Linked DNA regions of Gossypium arboreum: region 1 is linked to region 2. The links are chromatin contacts, called in public Hi-C maps. All regions are on one chromosome and are shown on one strand. The core of a region is the stretch at or near the end of the contact, and the rest is flanking DNA. Distances in the headings are between cores, read along the strand shown.

Region 1 (6,348 bases), core at 2,136-4,635, 210 kb after region 2:
CCATGCAACGGTAAGAATTTAGTTTGATTACATAATGAGAAACACGTTCAATTAAATTTAGATCATGAATAATCAATCAATAAAATTTTCCTATTTGTTACCCACCTAAAGGACCAAGAACTAACAGCTAAATCACCTTGAATTTCATCGAAAAGGTCATATCAAACCTCATGACACGCTGGAAAACTCACTTTATTCCCAGCAAGCTCATATAAAACATATCCCCTATTTGTCAAGTTAGCTTTGAGGGTAAACCGCATGAATAGAACCCAGATCGTCTCCTTGCCCATTAGCTCTGGTTTCCAACAGTGCACTGCACCCGGAACACTGGATATATATAAACGGACACCTCGATAGAATCAGGTTATAACTCCTTTGTCAACTGTTAAAATGCCATAAATGTCACTTGTCACAGCCACCGTGCTTGTTGAGACGGCAAGAAATATCATCATCCATGATATTAGTCTATCTTTCTTTGTTGCAATTCCATGTCCCTGCATAAAGAACCCAGTAGCTAATCTTCAATACTAGTTTTAATGTCTGGTGCACTCTGTTATAAACATATATAGTACTACACCATCTAACAAGGGGTTGCATGAAAGTTCATTTGACACTGAATTCAACAAAACATCTATTACTTTACCTAAGGGTGATGGCAGCTGGAAAGATATAACCAACACAAACTGCGGCGGTGGCACCAGTGAACTGGAAGGCATCCCAGATGCTAGGAATAAAGTTGGCTCCCATAAAGATAAAACCCATAAGAGCTACTGTCATTGAGAAGAACCTCTTTTCGGAAAAGGCAATAGGAATGGCATATGGAAATAAAAGACCATCTACGTTGAGACGAAGGGAGAAAAACACAATTGGGAAAACAAGCATCAAGTGAAGCCCGTAGCTCACTCTGATCAAGTCATCGAGCAACGAGCTATACGGAATTCCAAGATCACCATCAAAATTGGCAAGCACATCATCCAAAATATGATCTCCAAACAGAACTAATCCGAAGAAGCTGGTGGCAATGTAGAGAGAAGAGCAAAACATGAGGGACTTCCTAACAATTAACTTCATCTGTGTAGGGTCTCTCAGTTCATTCGCTATTGGGAGTACTGCACAGGTGTATCCAAGACAAAAGGAAAAAGATAAAAACAAAAGGGTTGATCAATTGTCATATAAACAAGCATATATTAAAATTTTAACAATATTTGCCATGTAAGGAGGAGAGTTGTTGGAACACTTATTTCAGAGAAAACTTTTGTTACAATAGCGCATCATATTTGTAATTCTATGTAATGTTGAACCATAAATGGATTACTTGTTCTTCGCAGAGTTTTAGGTATCAACAGGTACATTAAGCATCTCTTACCGTTAAAGCATTCAATCAACTCAAAGATGCAACTAATTTGGTACAAATTGGAAGATAATCAACTTGAACCAACAACTAAACAAAACCAAATTATGATAATAAATACTTAGAAGTGTAGAAGGAATCAATCTCTGATGACTTACCGTTATGGTGGCATATATAAGCAGTGACTAGAACAGGAACAGTGGTGAAAAGCTTCCAAAACGATGCCTGGTTTTCAAGTTTCGGCATTAAACGAGGCATTTCGATTTTCCCTTCCATCAACTTAACAATGGTAACTCCCGCTGTTATTGCCACAAATACAATCACGAAACCAACTGACAATGCCGATGTGTATCTCAATGAATCTAAAATCACGAAAAACAACAAGCATTCAATAAAAGTATAGCAGCAATTTAGAATTTTTGAGGAGTGAGTTAGTTACCAACGCGTTTGAATGAAATGAAAGGTGCGAAAACGAAGAGCGTGGTGAACATGAGCAAAGCCGAACGCGTTGTCCACCAGTGTTCACCGAACCATTCTTCCATAACTCCCTTGTGGTGGAACCCATCCTCCCATGTCCCCGACAACACATCACCTGCAATCAATTCAAATTCAGAGGTGATCGAAGGGCAATTAGTCGTTCCACGAAGCTTAATTTTTTTTTCTTTTGGGGGAGGGTTTCAAACTTACCTATGATGATCATGTAAACCACAAGCATGCCCAAATTGTTGATGACGATGCAAACCTGAAGGATGTTACGGCCGGTCCCACCGAAAGCGTCAGCGGCAACGCCTGAATACGTGGCCGACTTGGAGGCTCGACTGAACCTAAGTATCTTATCGATGGATGATCCCGTTAGCATAGAGACGAATATGATTGCGAATAGACCCGGGATTAGGCCCAACTGATTGACGGTGGCTGGGAGCGCCATGATACCGGCTCCCACAACTGTGGTCGAGAGGTTGAAAATGGCTCCTGAAGTTGAAGCCCCATCAAAGCCGGCTTCGGGAGTCTCGAGTACTCGGTAGCCCTGCTTTTGTGGGAGGAGAGCCTCTCCTCGGGGACTCCGTCGGTGTTTACTGTCTGAGAAGGAGGGCATAATATTCATTTTCATCACTTTGGTGGTTAAAGCCGTTGAATGAGGCCGTTCAAGAAGAAGAGACTTAGGAAGTTTTTGAAGATGATAGCAAGTCCCGAGTCGGGAAGGTCTTCACGCGGGAAGTGACCCGACGATAAATTGCGAACACGTGTAACTACCGTGAAAGTTTCCAGAAAATAGAAACGCAGCCAGCGAGAGAGGGTCCTTTGGGCTTTGAAGATTTCGTCCGTCACGGCCTTTCTTTTTGGTGTAATTTTATAGATCGAAAGGGAAAGGCTCCAATAACACAACGGTTACGGGAAGTACAAGGAAAGCGAATGGCGACTTGACACCTATAAACCAATGACCTCATCTCCCTACATGAAAAAAAAAAAAAAAAAACCAAGCTTTTGGTTGCTCAAAATGGAAATTTTATTAAACCTTCCTGTTACTTCTTTCTGTTATAGTAAAACTGCATTCTTTTTTTTTTTTTGGTTCAATTATTAAATTACATTTTGTTTTACCAAGAAAACGAGAATTTCATTGGTGTAAATTATGTTTTTTCTGCCATTTGAGAGCCTTTTTTAGCTTTCAGTTTGCAACAGCTAGGCTAACCATTAAAGAGTCCATAAATGGACCATTGTCCTTCGGCCAACCCTAATTTGCTTGTGGGTGGGTTAATAATGCCTAACGTGGTCCCTTTAATTAGTTAATTCAAGTACCAAACCCGGGTGGTACGTTCACCTAGCTTTCAACAACGCTGTGGTTTGAATCTAAAGCACCTGCACTGCACTTTACCATTCCACCCACAAGCAAATTACCATCCATAAAGTAGGGGAAAAAAGGACTGAAATTACCTCGTAAGTTAAAGATGGATCAAGGGTTTCATCATATAACTTGGGTCTCTGACATTTTCTCAAAGTAACTTCATGCAAGGTGCCATAGCATGGTACTGTGCTACTGTCAATATTTAACTAATATCAGAGGGTTAACCATACTAAAACAGTTAAATCCAACACAAGGTATTTCAGGCTGCATTCCATGCATGTATGCCAGATATATGACCAAGGCACAACATCACATTGATAAAGTGTTAGTATCAAGTAAACAAGATTAATACTTGGCCATGTTAGAACTCACAAAAGTTTCCATCATCTTGCACATAGATAATTCAATGTTTTCTCTTTCTTTTGTTGCTTCCCTTGATCTTCTTGTCCGGAGCTGTCTGTGAAGACTGCAACTTTACGCCTACAGCTGAACTCCACAAAGCCCTTTCTACATCTGAAGGTCTGAAGAAGTCACCCATTGAACTTAGTTCCTGTAATAAGAAACATAGATCATCCTTTTCGGAAAGGTATTTCCTGGATCAGGCACATAGATGAATGATTAATTGATCCTTCCCCATAACAACATGCATTACATTATGAGAAAATATTTTTGTTAGCCTATGAATAAAGCCAACAAAGGTACGTAGAAGGGGCACAGACTGAGGACGAAGTGAAAAGCTTATCACTTGTCAACATCAAGAATTCACATCTTTCCTTAATCAATTTTATCACTGGTAGGCTATTAATTTTAGGTCATAAGCAGTATAGCCAAAACTTCAGTGGCTTCTACACTGATTGAATAAGTTCTTCAAACAGACATACAATGGGCAAAGGTTCCAGTGGATATTAACAATTAGAGAATACTAGAGTTGCCTTGTTGTTCCTTAAGGAATATGATAGCGTTGCCCGGTCAAAACGCAATTAGCCAAGAATCAGAAACAAGGAAAACTAGAGACGGATTAAGGATCACCTATCAACAACATAAAACATTCAATAGAAACAAAACAATAAGACTGGCATCAGAAAGCTACAAATTCAGTGAGACAACAATGAAGCTTCAGAACAATATAAAGCGACCCTTGACCAGCTATCAACTCTGAAAACAATGAGTTCAGGAAAAGAAAGAAAGAACACTTGTGGTCCTGACTCCCGAAACTATGTTATTGTCAAGTAATTTCCCCTGCAAACACCATTTTGGGGAACCATGCAAAGTGTGTGCTCAATCAAAATAAGCAAAAGGAAAATGGAAACGAACTTCAGAACATGAAAATGAAAGAGATTTAGTCAATGGAAACTAAGTTCCACCTAAAATGTACAAAATTGAACTTCCAACAGGCTCCACAAGAAAAAAGATCAACATCTTAAATAGTAAAAGTTAACTAGTTCAAAGCCTAATCGATACCATCTGCAAAAAGCTAAGTATTTTTTAAATATTTCTTATTAAACTGCCATTATACTAACTTGAAAGTTACTAGCATATTTTAATTGCACAACATTGATCATCATCATCAAGACTAAATACAGGTAAGGATCATGCCAAAAGAACAACAATAATAACTCTAATAGGATAGAAAGGAATCTCACCAACCTTAGATTTGCTTTTTAGTTTTTCCACAAATAACAAGTATTGTTTTAACGAATAATCTTTGGAGCTTCCAACCGCAGCCAACATAGCCTTGAATATAAATTAAAAGTCATATCAAATAAAAAACCAATAAAGGAAAGATTGGAGAGGCAGTTACCTCGTCGGACATAAACGGCGCCGTTTCAGGAGCGTAGGCGGCGAGAACAGCGGAGGCAGTAGCGGCGCCGACTCCTTTCAAAACCGTAAGCTCGGAGATGGCTTTGGAGATGTCGGGAAGGGAGAGGAAAGCCTTTTGAGAAACGGATTGGACGGAAGAGTCGTCCAAAGAGGAAACGAAGTCTAACAAACGAGGCCTCCATTTGCCGCGAGTGAGCTTCCATTGCATAAGGCGGGAGAGTTCGGCGGTGGTAATGAAAGGGTTAGGGTTTCGTTGGCGGAGAAGAGAGGGAAGTTCGTGGGTGTAAAATTGGTCGAGAGAAATCAAATTAGGCTTGTTTAGAGATTGGATTCGAGATTTGTAGGAGGAGAGAGCTTCTTTCCAAATACTCAAATCTGTGCACTCAAAATCCAGTTCCATTGGGGAAATATTTCCCATCAACTTAGGCAGTTAATCCCTCCATTTAGACAAAAATGTAGGTTTGTTTCCTATTCGAATCAGGTCTTGACAATCCAATCTGGTTTTTTATTTTAAACATGAGATTATAATTTTAGAATTCAGAAATAATTTTGCATGTTACAGTAAATTTTGATGCATAAATATATTTATTTTTTCAAAATTATAATTATTTTAATTATTTAATTTTATGTCATGTTTCTCGTCCCCTGTTTATAAAATATCCATATTATTTCTATATCATATTCTTGTTATATCCATATGTTAAGTGTATTATAAACTTATATATAATGTTCACATCTTAAAAACTTCTGGTACGAGTTGTGTTTATGGTATTTGCTATTGTATTTTATTTTATATAATTTATTATAGCAACACAATTTTAAAAAATAATTTTTATATTCGTGTTGTCTTTAAGTTTTTTCGTATTTTGCATAATTTATTATATTGATTCAATTTATAAAAAATGTGTCTGCATTGTGTTTTTTTATACAATAACTACAACTACTTGCAACTCCTCCTCAATCATTAAATAGGAGGATAACGCGCTTTTAAATGCACTTAAACTCACTTCCTTCTACATTGGTAATAATGTCGATACCAATCGAACTAGGGCATCGATCTAGTGAGAAGTAAAAACTAGTTGCCTCGTAAATTAGTCCAAATTGATTGAATAGGGTTAAAAAACCATTTGAATTGGCTGTTGAAACAATTTTTATTTTCAATATTTTTAATAATTTATTTGATTTAAACCAAGCTAAAAAACCATTTGAATTGGTAGTAGAACTAATTTTTATAATCTTATTTTTTTTAATTTTTTAATAATTTTTTTGCTTTGAATCGGTTGAATTGGTTGTCCAGGGATCTAATTGACCAAGTTAGTTCAAAACCAGTTCA
Region 2 (6,060 bases), core at 741-3,240:
GCCAACCACCCGACTCCTCCAAAGCCTTAATCCTCCAAACCCCAGCAGTTCCATTGAATCCAAAGAAATTAATGAAAACACCATTCACTTGCTGTTCTACCTCAAAATGGAATGACAAATTTATGTTTTGCAATCTTGTTAACAAATTCTCATCCTTATTCACAAACGACCACCTTGTCTGAACCAACCCTAAATCCTCATTATCCTGTAACAACCATAAAACCAAAAATAAGATTCAACTTCAACTAATCCTAGACATACTAAATAGTGCTTCGATTCTCAAAATTGCACCCAATTTAAATCAGAAGGCAGTTAATTTAGTTACCTTAAAATGGGGGACAGTTCTTTTGAGGAAATCAGGGGAGGGCTGGAAATCCGCATCGAAAATGGCAACAAATTCATAGTCTTTAACATAACTACAACTCATGGCAGACTTAAGATTACCAGCTTTATAGCCATCTCTAAGTACACGGTGCCGATACACAATGTGGGCACCTTCTTGTTGCCATTTATGCACTTCCTCTTTAATAAGAAGCTGAGTCATTGGATCATCGGAATCATCCAAAACTTGAATCAAAATTCTCGACTTTGGCCAGTCCAAACTGCACACTGCAGCTATGGATTGTTGGTAAACCTGCAAAAACAAATATTTAAACCATCATTAAAAAAAAAAAGGTTCCTTTTAAAATGATGAAAGAAAAAATTTATCTTTGGATTTCTAGTTTTTACCTCTTTTTCATTACACATAGGGATCTGAATGAGAACCATAGGGAAGAAAGAGTCTTCCCCAGATTCAAGATCTGCAACAGCTTCGTGCTTGGGGATTGGCTTGATCTTTTTTAATCGGATCCAAAAACAACCCAAACAAAGAATTAACCTATCCATGCTTTGGATAAGGAAGAGAACAATGCAGACATTGGCGAGGAACTGAAGAGGAGGGGCCAGATAAGCCACTCGAATCAAAACCCAATGAGTGTATAACCAATCGAACAAATCTTTGAAACCAACCGGCACCGAGAGAATATATTGTAATTGAAGATTTGGGGCACCAAAATGCCAGCCTTTGAAATACGCAGCAATCTCGAAACAGAATAATAATAATGATAGCCAAAGGAACACTTTGATGCAGTTATAGAAACCGGTTTTAACGGCTTTGTTTTCGTCGGTTTCGATGTCGTTGTCGTCTGTTCTTCCGGAGGCGACTCGGCGACGGATGGTTGAGCCGAAACTTAGGAATGTGGAGGTAATGGAGGTTAAGCAGCCGGCAGCACGGTGCGCTTTTAACAGGAGAACCCAAGTGAGTTGCTTGGCGTTTTTGCCACGTATTTTTTCTCGCGAACCAGTCGGGGTGCTGCCGATGAGGAAATCTTCTTCCGATGGAGCTTCGAGCTCGACCATGGACCAGTTGGGGTTTTCCATTTTCACAACCAACGAGGTTCCTTTATGGCTGCCCTTCGCCCACCACGGCGCCATTGTTTGCTTCTTTAAAACTCCGAAATGTAGACGCAATATCAGATGACAATGGAAGAAGAAGAAAGCAAATAAACAAGCGTGGTCTCTCTCTAAATCATGGCAATGGCGACCCAAACTTATACCAACAAGAAAAGAAATTAAAAAAGAAAAAAAGCTTTGGTTTTCAAAGAGGAGCTTCTAAGCTCTTCACATTCAATTACAGCTTGGTAAAGGAGATGCCATTACTAATGACAGATTTATACAGAGATTATGTTCATAATTTTACAGAGAAAAGAGAAACAGAACTTGGTGTTGTTGCGACGATGACAGATTTTGTTGTTCTCGGAGTTGTTTTTCCTTTTCACCTACTGATTTAAATTTTTATAACTCTCAGCAACGACATGCAACAATAATATGAAGCCTAAAAACTGTAGAAACAATAAATTTGATGGGATGAATTTTACAGTGCGGTCAAAACGAAGAGATGTAAAATTTTATTGTTTGTTGTTTCTTCTGTGTATGAGAGGAGGAGAATTGAAAGGGTTAATGAATAATGGGTAAATCCCATTTTGTTTTTGAGGATAGGAACAAGTTTCCTATTTTTACTGCAGTAACTAGTAAATTGGAAAATACCCTTCATTGGAATTTCGAATCTTCTATTTGGGATATCTTATGGTTATGGTTTTTGTTTCACGGTCCATTTCAGCGCGTGTTCCACAGTAATCTAAACTTTTTGTTGTTGTTTTGTTGTAATTTTATTATTATATTGTTATTATATTATTATTATTTTTTGATATTATATAATTTTATTTTATTGTTAATTTTATTTTTATTTTATAAATATTTTTTCGTTAAGTTACAATTAGCTTAGTATTATTTAAGTATAAATTTTTAATATATTTTTAATTTATGAAAATTATTTATTTTAATATTTTTAAATTTAAAATTAATACGAACTAGTGGAGTGTAACTCAAATCTAATATTTAAAATTTAAGCTATTTTTAGTTTGATCTAAAATTTTGCATCCGTCCCACCTTACCCACCGTTAGATATAGATATGAGGGAAATCAGAGGCTATAAATGCATGTTTCACTTGTGGCCAAGGAAGGATGAAAAGTAATTAAATCTATATATTGGTTTGGATAAAAAGAGTCAAAACTATCCTCAGACCTAAGGCACCGACAAATTGGAGTGAAAGGAGCGAGAAGTCAGAAGGGGAAATCCAATGAGAAATTAATGAAAGACGCGGACGGTGTTACGGTGCTACTTTCGATACATCCTTACTTCTTTTTGTCTGATTCAAAGTCTCACTAAAATAAAATGAAAATGGTGGCAAGGATAAGGTGAAGACATAATTTCAGGGCCTGCTTGCTTGCTCTCTTTTTTCCTATTAGCTTCTCCTCTTTTATTATTATTATTTTGAATTTATAGGCATATTATTGAATTTGATAAATTTTTTATGTTTCAAGAATAACTATAATTTTAAATTTTTCAACAAGATTAAATTTAGATACTTATAATTATATAAAAATATTATAATCACAAATATAAATAATATATTCCAATAAATATAATTAAAATCAAATATTACAAATATTCATAGTGAAATTTAAGATGAAATAATTTTAAAAACTCAAGGTTGCATTTGAAGATGAGGGATTAACATTCTAAAGCCTTATGACTTAAATTATATTCTTCTTTTTCAACCAATACCTGTGTTAAACAAAATGTTTAATTTGTTCTTCACTTGAGAGATTTGTGTTTATCCCAATTCAAATATTCTTTTCCAATCACCTCATATTGGCTTAGCATGCTTCCAAGAGCATTTATTTAACCTAAACTTGTGAGAGTGCTTAGCATATCTTTTTCAATCACCATTTATATTAATTTTCAATTATTCATATTATAACAAAAATAGAAAAATTCGTCAAAGTTGTCTATAGCACAAGATCCAGACAGATTCGAGTAAAGATGAACTTAATTATATTAGAGTTCATGACAAATAAATTTAATAAGCTTCAAAGTTCAAAGAAACAAGATTGAGCTTAAAAAAAATCAAGCTTTTGATTTTTGGAAATCTTAATTCAAAATTGAGAATTTTGGATGCAAACATGCTTGAAAATTTTTATTGGGTGCCAATGATCAATTCAACATGTACGGATGATGAGAAATTTATTAAATTCAATTCATTGAAGATGCCAATTTTTAACTCTAGAAAATCAGTCAATTTAAGATGCACTTTTGGATAGGTACTAGACATTTCTTGGGTCGGGATATCCGTTGACCAATGACAGAACTAGTTCTTAGCTTCGAAACACAATTTGATTCATATTATTTTAAGCTTAAGAGCTTAAGTTATGGTTGTGTAATACCCAAAATTTTCAATATAACAAATGATATTGTTCCAATAACATACATGGTAAATTTATCAAGAAAATGGATTGAGTGTATTGAAATTTGGTTTGACAAAAAAGGGTAAGTAAAATAAAACAATTTGGAATTTGGTTAAAGTTAGAGGACTAAAAGTGATAATAGACCTAAAGAAGAAAAGGTGGAGTCACAAATAAATAGATGATTTTCTAATGTGTCATGAAAAAAAAAATATTGATAGGTGGAATTGGAAAATAATGGTATGGACTAAATTAAATAAAATAGAAAAATTTAAGTGTAACATTCCCAACACCCAGAGATAAGAACAGTTTTAGCATGGATCTTACTCGTGTTAGAATTTTTGAATTAAATAAAATAGAATTTTTAATATTAGTGGAGAATCTAGTTGGAGATTATAAGAAATTAAAAATACTTTTGGATTTAGAGAAATTAAATTAAGGTATTGACCAAATTGTAAAGGTGTGAGAAGTGTTGGGCAAAAGTGTGAAAATAAAAAATAATTGGATTAGATATATAGGAAAAAGAGGAAGGACTTGAAGGGAAATTTTACCAAGAGAGTACATTAGCAGTTGGATGAAATTAAAATGCAATGTGGTTCACATGTTTGGCATGATGATAATTTGATTTTTTTAGTTAAATATTACTATTAATTTAAAATACAAAGTTAATAAAATATTTGTGTAGAAAGATGTAGAAAAGAAAAAAAGAAAAAGAAAAAAAAGATATCATCCATCATCAGTTCATCCTCTCTTCTTGGTTTCTCATATTGAGCCAAACTTTTGTTTTCTTTCATTTAGGTCCTTGTCTACCTTTTTTCAACCCTTTTAAGCTCAAACTTCAAAAATTCTTCCATAGATTTTTAGTGAAAATAAGAGAACAACGCCATGGCAAGATAAGTTTCTTGTGAAGCTAGTTGGAGTTCATATTTGATGAGGAAAAAAACTTGAAGATGGATGTTGGAAGTGGAAGAGAGTATGGGTAGGTGGAGAAATTAAGGTAAGTTTTTCAAATTATTATGTTATATTTATTTGATTATACAATTTAATGTGAAACTGTAATAATTAAGTGTATATAATTATCTTTTATGTTCAAAGTGATGGAAGTATTATATTTATGTATGAAGTGAATGATTTTACAAATAATTTGGTGGATGATTTGAAGTGAATAATTGAAAGTAAGAAAGTGAGGGTGTTTTTACTAAGAATAGTTTAATTTGAAATTAATTATTTTGAATGATGGAATGTGTATTTACCATGTCGAATGTGGTAAATATCTATTTTGAATACTATTTAGATGAGTAAATTGAAAAATAATTTGTTAAGTGATTTATTTGATAAAAATTGAAGTAAGGACCAAATTGTATGATTATGAAATATGAAAATTGAAAGGTTTATTTCAAAACATGAGTTTTAGAACTAATTTACATGGTTTGAGAATTTACAATTCTAAAAACAGAATATGAAAGTTTAATTATTCTAAAATTAGGGACTAATTTGAGGAAAATTTGATAAGATGGTTAAATTATATAATCTCGAAATTTTGAAGAGAGAGAGTGTGTGTGTTTTGCAAAGCTGTGTAAACTGGGATTTAAGATTGAACTGAAAATGAAAAAAAATATGATTTCCAAATTTTGGTACACACTTCATTTAGTGAAATAATTTAGTTTACATGTTTCAAATTTATGGACATTTGTTGATCAAACTAGGTATTTTGAGCACTTATTTATTTTTTGCCTATATTGTTTGCACTGATTATGTATGGAGAAAAGAGGTCTGATTTCTAATAAATTATTGAATAATTTCTAATGTATAAAAGTACAATATGTTTGAGGGCAAGCATGAGCTAAGTAGGGGGATTTGATAACATGTTAAATTTGCATGATTTTTGTGTTTAAATCGGTTAATTCTTGAATTGATCCCTGCCAAATTAGTGATTTTATGTTTTAATCTTGTCAGGAATGCAATTGGGATGCTATAAGTTAAAAACGAGCAGAAAATGACCTATTTGCGACACAGTCAATAAAGTAAGGCCGGATGTAACACCCCCACGCCCGAAACCATCACCGGAGTCAAGCTTGAGGTGTTACTAAACTTATCTTACCTTTTAAACAACTTTAAACCACTTATTTTAATTTTCAGAATAAACTGTTTTTCTGCATCATGGTTTCTTAAAAATTCTTTTCTCAAGTTTCAAAACTCAAAATTAAGATCCGTAAA

What was found. Hi-C and Micro-C count contacts between places; a contact is called where the count stands out from the background.
Region 1: a contact with region 2 is called in a Hi-C map of leaf, with 3 times the contacts expected there. The contact joins the promoter of LOC108476377 here to the promoter of LOC108474683 in region 2. A contact is called at or near these places in 2 of 5 Hi-C or Micro-C datasets (both in leaf).

The regions. Positions count from the first base shown.
Region 1 is chr3:117,875,696-117,882,043 of ASM2569848v2, forward strand. It overlaps LOC108476377 (amino acid transporter AVT6A-like), which reads right to left and starts at 3,386. Exons shown (of 6, transcript XM_017778584.2): 1 at 3,284-3,386; 2 at 2,039-2,803; 3 at 1,791-1,943; 4 at 1,510-1,713; 5 at 644-1,109; 6 at 1-494. The coding sequence starts at 2,462. The coding sequence ends at 461. LOC108476378 reads right to left here and starts at 5,703. Exons shown (of 3, transcript XM_017778585.2): 1 at 4,996-5,703; 2 at 4,842-4,928; 3 at 3,396-3,744. The coding sequence starts at 5,433. The coding sequence ends at 3,598.
Region 2 is chr3:117,664,127-117,670,186 of ASM2569848v2, forward strand. LOC108474683 (probable xyloglucan glycosyltransferase 12) reads right to left here and starts at 1,991. Exons shown (of 5, transcript XM_017776680.2): 1 at 730-1,991; 2 at 326-634; 3 at 1-205. The coding sequence starts at 1,473. It overlaps LOC128290112 (a long non-coding RNA gene), which reads left to right and starts at 4,410. Exons shown (of 3, transcript XR_008279755.1): 1 at 4,410-4,840; 2 at 5,800-5,923.